Regions from separate parts of the Zea mays genome. Here region 2 is linked to region 1. Evidence: chromatin contacts called from public Hi-C data. All regions are on one chromosome and are shown on one strand. The core of a region is the stretch at or near the end of the contact, and the rest is flanking DNA. Distances in the headings are between cores, read along the strand shown.

What was found. Hi-C and Micro-C count contacts between places; a contact is called where the count stands out from the background.
Region 2: a contact with region 1 is called in a Hi-C map of ear, with 4 times the contacts expected there. The contact joins the promoter of LOC100191541 here to the enhancer-like site in region 1. A contact is called at or near these places in 4 of 25 Hi-C or Micro-C datasets (ear, leaf and root tip).

What each region holds. Positions count from the first base shown.
Region 1 is chr1:96,347,195-96,350,428 of Zm-B73-REFERENCE-NAM-5.0, reverse strand. No RefSeq gene overlaps it. Among protein-coding and RNA genes, the nearest start is that of LOC100191578, 14 kb to the right of the region's middle. Within about 2 kb of position 1,663, at least 8 of the 20 cell types and tissues checked have an H3K27ac peak or open chromatin away from gene starts, as enhancers often do. A contact at or near this core is called in ear, where this site is marked.
Region 2 is chr1:96,455,053-96,458,286 of Zm-B73-REFERENCE-NAM-5.0, reverse strand. It overlaps LOC100191541, which reads right to left and starts at 1,774. Exons shown (of 5, transcript NM_001365495.1): 1 at 1,327-1,774. The coding sequence starts at 1,654.

The sequences.
Region 1 (3,234 bases), core at 414-2,913:
AGTCATTTAATCCTCCGCAAAGCGTACTGCACGAAAGGCGACATCAAGAGCTTTGTTGGCCTGGTATTATCATCGTGGATGTCCCTCACTTATTACCTCTCTAATTGAATGGTATAGCTACAGTGCGATTGGAAATTGCATGAAAGTAAACATTTAAATCAGTGCCTGTTTAGCACGGTATCTCTTTTAAATGCTTTTCCAAGAGTTTAGAGTTAGAACATGTACAATTTCATTTAGCATGGTGTCTTTTAAGATGGCTTTAATGGGCTAAATGAAAAAAAAGTATTATCTTCGTTCTCGAATATTTATCGTCCACTAGTTCATTTTTAAATTAAAATGACACAAATAAAAAAGAACGGAGGGATTATACGAGACGGTGTCTCTAAACGGCTCTCTATACATATTATCTTTAGCTATATTTATGATCACTCGAAATTATATTATGCAATCTCTTGTACATTTAAAATCGATTCATGAGCTGAGGCCTGAGGGTTCTATATGCTCCTTCGCACAAAAAATGGCTCCTTTTTCTAGGGCATCTAGTACAGCGAAAACTCTATGTTTGGTTCTAAATACTTTAAGGGCTTGTTCGGTTATTCCCAATACACATGGATTGGATGGGATTGGAAAAAATTGAGAAGAAGTTTGACTTGTTTGGGATTAAAACCCATCCAATCTCACTCAATCCACGTGGATTGAGAGCTAACCGAACAAGCCATAATTGAGTTTGTAAAGATCAAATCACTTTATCGAAGTGCGTTTTATTGCTCAAGACATTTCTTTTCAACCGAGGAACCATCCAGCAGATGAAGTAACATGAAACTCCACGCTCAGCCATACAAGCAATACAATCCAGACTCAGCCATACTAGCAACCAAACTCCTCCTTAGGCTAACTCCAACAACGAGCAGCTATATTGCCCAGCCATTTCACAGTTTACATGCCCTCAGTATTATACCTGGCCAGCAATAACCTTCTGTTTCCAACGAAGCAGGCAAACTGGCTGTGGCCTTAGTTCAGTTCGTTTTGGCGCCAAAAAACCAACGCATCCTATTGGTCCAACTGAAATGGCTGGCGTGCCGAGACCAGCTAATTTACCAGTTCTCTTTCCTTCCATCTAATTTGCCTGGGCTGGATTGCTGGCTCTTTGGAGCCGCTACAGTACAAACCGGCCAGCTAAATTGGCTTTGCCTGGCCAAATACCTGGCCTGTTGGAGCCAGCCTTAGGCTGGCTTCAACAATGGATAGCCATATTGCCCAGCTATTTTCCTGTTTACCTACCCTCTGCATTTTACATGGTCAGCGATAGGCGTCTAGTTTGCAACAAGGAAGCCAAATTGGTTGTGACCGCTGGCCCATTTACTTTCGCGCTAAATCACCGAAGCATCCTGCTCGTCGATTTCCTCACAGGGTCCCAGCTGACAGAAATGCCTGGCGTGTCAATGCCAGCCAATTTGGCTCTACTCTCTCCTCCCATGTATTTTGCCTCCCATGTATTTTGTCTGGCCGAGATAGTTGCCTTATTGGAGACGCTACAGTACCAGTTGAGCAGCTAAACTAGCTTTGCCTGGTTTGATAGCTAGCCTGTTGGAGCTAGCTGTTGGAGCCAGCCTTAGAGCAACTGCATGCCTGTACCATGCCTGTACCTGCACCTGGGATCATCCTAGATGACGTACATGTGCGGACGTGTGTGGAGGAGCATGTGTTTGCCAGGAGCAATGATCAGCTCAAGGTCAAGTGTTCAAATCTGAGCAACTGTACTAAGGCCCCGTCTGCTACCATTAGTCCTAGGACTAGGGACTAAATTTAATTCCTACCCTATTTAGTTGTAAAGACTAAACAGATTCTAAATACATTAAATACAACACATAAAGACCAAAATACCCTTTTTTTGTTTGACGTCCCTTTTAGCACCCATGTGACTTTAGTCCTTCTATTTAGCAAAATAAAGACTAAACGAGACTAAAAACCAGGGACTAAAGATTATTACCTATAACTAAACGGGGCAAAACATTCGTTGACTGAGGATGAAATGATGAAACAATATGGTTTTGGAGCTTTACTTTCCTCGAGAATAAAATTCTGGATTCGTTACTGTGACGTGTCTGCATAGGGTTTGCATTATTTCTAGCTGTAAGTATTGGTTAGCGATAGTGCTTGTTAATTAGTTAGCTTATCCCACCCAAAGTACCGCATAGTATGCATATAGTACATAATTCTGTCACTTCTATGTGTATAATCCACATATATTGCTGCTTTTATATGTCTAAAACAATAATCTTTTAACTATACTAGGTAAATACCCGTGCGTTGCGACGGCTCATAGATCTTGACAAATGAAATCTAACATCAAACCATTTTTAACACCAAATCATTTGATAATCTTTATTTATTTATTGGATGTATGCATTTTCTGCTATCTAAACAAAGCATTACTTTCTACCAATCAGACATCATGGATGTTAGAGGATTGAGTTCATTCACTATCCCACCCACTTGGATTAAGTTCACTCATTATCCCAGCAGCTTATCAAGTCTTGACACAACTTGCTTCCATTGATAGTCGTTGCTTCTTGTGGCTAATGCATAAAAGAGCAAGCTTCAAACTGAGATCAAATACCTCCGTTGAATACTCTCCATTCAACCAAGATCAGCAAACTCTCATGCATTGCCATCTTGGATAAGTGTAGAAGCCTAGGAAGAAAAGGTACACATATTCAACACATTCAATTATTCTTCCTAGAGCGTAGTATCTTTAATTGCTTATGCTTACCATTTTGATTACTAATTATCATCAGGGATCACCGTCACCCTAAAGTATCTAATTGATCTGGTCAAGTATGGGAACACCAGATAATCCTAGATAACACAAGTTGCAGGTGCCCATGCGTCCACTTTTTCATAGGTTTCCAACAAGTCAACTTTCCTTACCAAAGGCTTGCAGCCTCCACGATGGTTGCTCGATAACTCGGTACCTAATCACAGACATGAACGATTAGTTGTACTAGAACATGACTCATTTGCATTAAAACTACAGGTAGATAGCTCACGGTTTCCAGTAAAAGCTTATGAAAAAGTAAACATGTGGATTTTGGAGAACTGCAAATAGTAAAGCAGAATACGACTCAAGTTTTCACAATTCATATAACACAAACTTAAAACTTAAGAAGAAATATAGTAAAGCGGAACAAAATTAGACTTTGGAGAACTGTGAACATGCAACCACTCAATAAG
Region 2 (3,234 bases), core at 525-3,024, 110 kb before region 1:
GTACCAAAAAGAAGGAAGCAAGCTCCAAGGTAGTATTTGCACTTCAAATCTTTCAAAAAAAATATTAGCACTTTAGTTGGTATATAAAACATGGAAAATCTAACTCAACTTGAGTAGAATACTCAAAAGAAGCTAATAAATATGCAAAACCACTGGCGGCACATCAAGTAGATCAGTAAGGAAAAAGATAATAAGCATAAAATAATATTATGTAAGTATTGTAGACCAGGCACAAACAAAAGAGTCAGACCCAGTGTTTAAAGCTCCCACATAAGTGAGGTATAAGGAAGGGATAAGCCGAGGCAAGACTTCCCTTCACAAATGTGGAAAGAGTCCTTCAAACCCGCAACCTAGTGACTCAGTGAGACAACTCTCAACACTAAACCAAACTTGCCCTTCAGACCAGGCACAGACAGGTATATTAAAAAAACTCGACCAGTGGTGATAAGACAACCCCGAGCATTGCATTAAGAAGAGGACATTCTTACACAGACCGAGAAAACCATAAAACCCCCTATCTATATACAACAACATCGTAGCCTAGCCAATATGAATTAGACCCGTGATTTGGTGTGAGATAGACAACGTCAGCCTCAAATTCAAACATCGATGACATTCAAAATATAGACATTCAATCTACTAATCTAGAAAATTCCCAACTGTGGGATTGCATCTATATTTTTCACAAAACATAAAATTCCCATATTTGGAAGGATGAACAGTAGAAAATCCTTAATTTCTTTGCAGAAACTTGCAGGACCCACAATGTATATAACCACTTTAAACAGTCTGAACTTTACATGAATTTGCAGTTCCACACTTGGGATTCAGTTGCTGAAATCAAAGTTAAGACAAAATCTCCTGGTTTGGAAAAATACTAGCAGAAACTATACCTTCCTTCTGATTATCTCAATTCTCAACCTGAACATCATATATGATCCAAAATGGCCAAGCAAGCATATTCATGTACTTATCCTTTTTTTTTAAACGGCCTGAGGCAGAACCATTTGGTCAGACAGGTGATAAATATCTCATAATATTGGACGAAACATGCATTCATGCATCCTCCAGCATCAACCCTAATAAAATATGCCAAGGATAAGAATAATTGGAACAAATAAAGGTAGCCGACCGCAAGGCCTCCTCCAGTCATCATATCTCATCCTATCCTTCTCTTTGGCAATCAATCGTGCCGCAGGAGAAACCACATATACAAGGATCTTATACAGGCAAAGAGTTGACCCGAAATTGCGGCCAACCAATTCGATCGACTTCCTAGGAGTCGGTAGAGCAGCAATGCAGAACAGAGGGTGCGGATCTACGGACCGTTGAGCATAATGATGGAGTCGTCGGGGAAGTTGAAGCGCGTCATGAGGAGGTGGCGCATGCACTTGACGTCGTTGATGCAGCCCTTCAGCTCATACCGCGAGTGCCGATACGATATCCCGCACACCACGGCTCGCTTTCGCCCGTGCACCGGCGGCGGCGGTGGACCCCACCCCGGCGGCGGCTGTACGGCACCGCGGTTGGGCTCGACAGGAGGGGCGGGGGCGACGTGCGTGATAGCCCCACAGATGGCGCATCGGATACAGGGAGCCCCGTGCGGCAGCTGCAGCGGGGTACGGCACCTCGAGCAGTCGATCAGCATCATCATCCTGCCCGCCGATCTCGGAGCCGCGTTGCCCACTCGCCCGTGTCTGTCGGCGCCGGAGACGCGACGAGCTGAGACAGATCACTGGCGAAGTGGACTGGCTGGTGCGGTCGTTTGGCGTTGGTGGATTCGGCTTGCGCCGTTGCGCGTGGCTGACCTCGTCTAGTTGGAGTTAATTGACTTTGTAACATTGTCGTCGAGCGACTTCGCCGGTCTACTACTCCGCTACACCTCGCTACTTTGGTATTATGAAGCACACATCAACATCAAATTGGGACGGTTAATCTCCCGCCCTCTGTAACCTTCCATGAGCTATGATAAAAGTCAATTTTGTCCCTGCTTTAACCACGGAGCCGGGTGAAAACCTAACTCCTCTTTCCATTCCACAGCGCCGCCAATCTTTCTGTCAATCTTTCTGTGCTAGTTCCTCCGATGGCGACTCCGACGAGAGGGAAGAAACGGCTGGTCGTCGACGTCGATGTCGAGGTCGACAGTGAGGCCGAAGTGGTTGCCGCCTTCAGTCGATTGTCTGTGTCAATCATCGCCAAGCCTACAGGCGACGGTAGCGGCAAGGAGCACTCCATCGGCAAGGATGTCACCTGCGCGGCCACATCAGGTACGTGCTACACCCAACAAACTCACCAGCAACATCCCTAATCCTACAACAGCTAGATGCAATTTACTTCCCAACGGCAGACCCATTCTGTCTTCAAGCAGTGCTCGGCACCTCGTTCAGTGTCGGTAAGGTTTCCCTTCCACCTAATTTAGGGTTGTGGTTTGTAAACTTTTGCAGTACTATGTTCAATTCCAACAACATTGTTTGTGGTTTCGCAAATAACCTGATTTGAAACGGTTCGTAGTGACCTCGCCCAAGCCATTGCAAAGATGCATGTAGTTGGGAGGAGTTGAAAGATTTGGCTGGAGACGAGATTATGGATTCGCCAGATACGGCCAAAGAGGTGTCAGTGAACTTCGCAATGTGGCGCGTGTATGAGCTTGCTCAGTCACTTGAGGAGGAAGCACAACGTTTAGAAGATCTCGAAGCTGGTCCGTCGCCACCATTATCTGAGTATTTCAATAACCAATTTGCTGAAGATCAAGATATGGGTGGTGGGGAATGGGCACTGGATGATGTCAATTATGAAGAGATTCGGGGTCGTCAGAGGAAGTAGAGTAGTATGGGTGGTGTGGAATGGGCACTGGATGTGTTATCTGTGTAAGAGTTAGCTTGTGTAAGGTTATCTGAGTATTTCAATAACCTTATTATGTAACTGAACTTGGTAGTGAACTACTGTGAACTTGGGTATGTATGACTGAAGTTTATGAACCTGGTAGTGAACTTGTTCCATGCATCATAAGAGTTAGCTTCTTTCTGAAGTTGTGTATGTCCACCTGTCGACCTGGGTTTCTGTTTTCGGTTTCTGTTTTCAGTCACATGAACATAAAGCTTCTTTCTGAAGTTGTGTATGTCCACCTGTGAACCTGGGTTTCTGTTTTCAGTTTCTATTTTCGATTCTGTTTTCAGTCACATGAACATAAACTGAAAAGAGAGCTACAAACTGAACATGGAAGAGGGACTAATT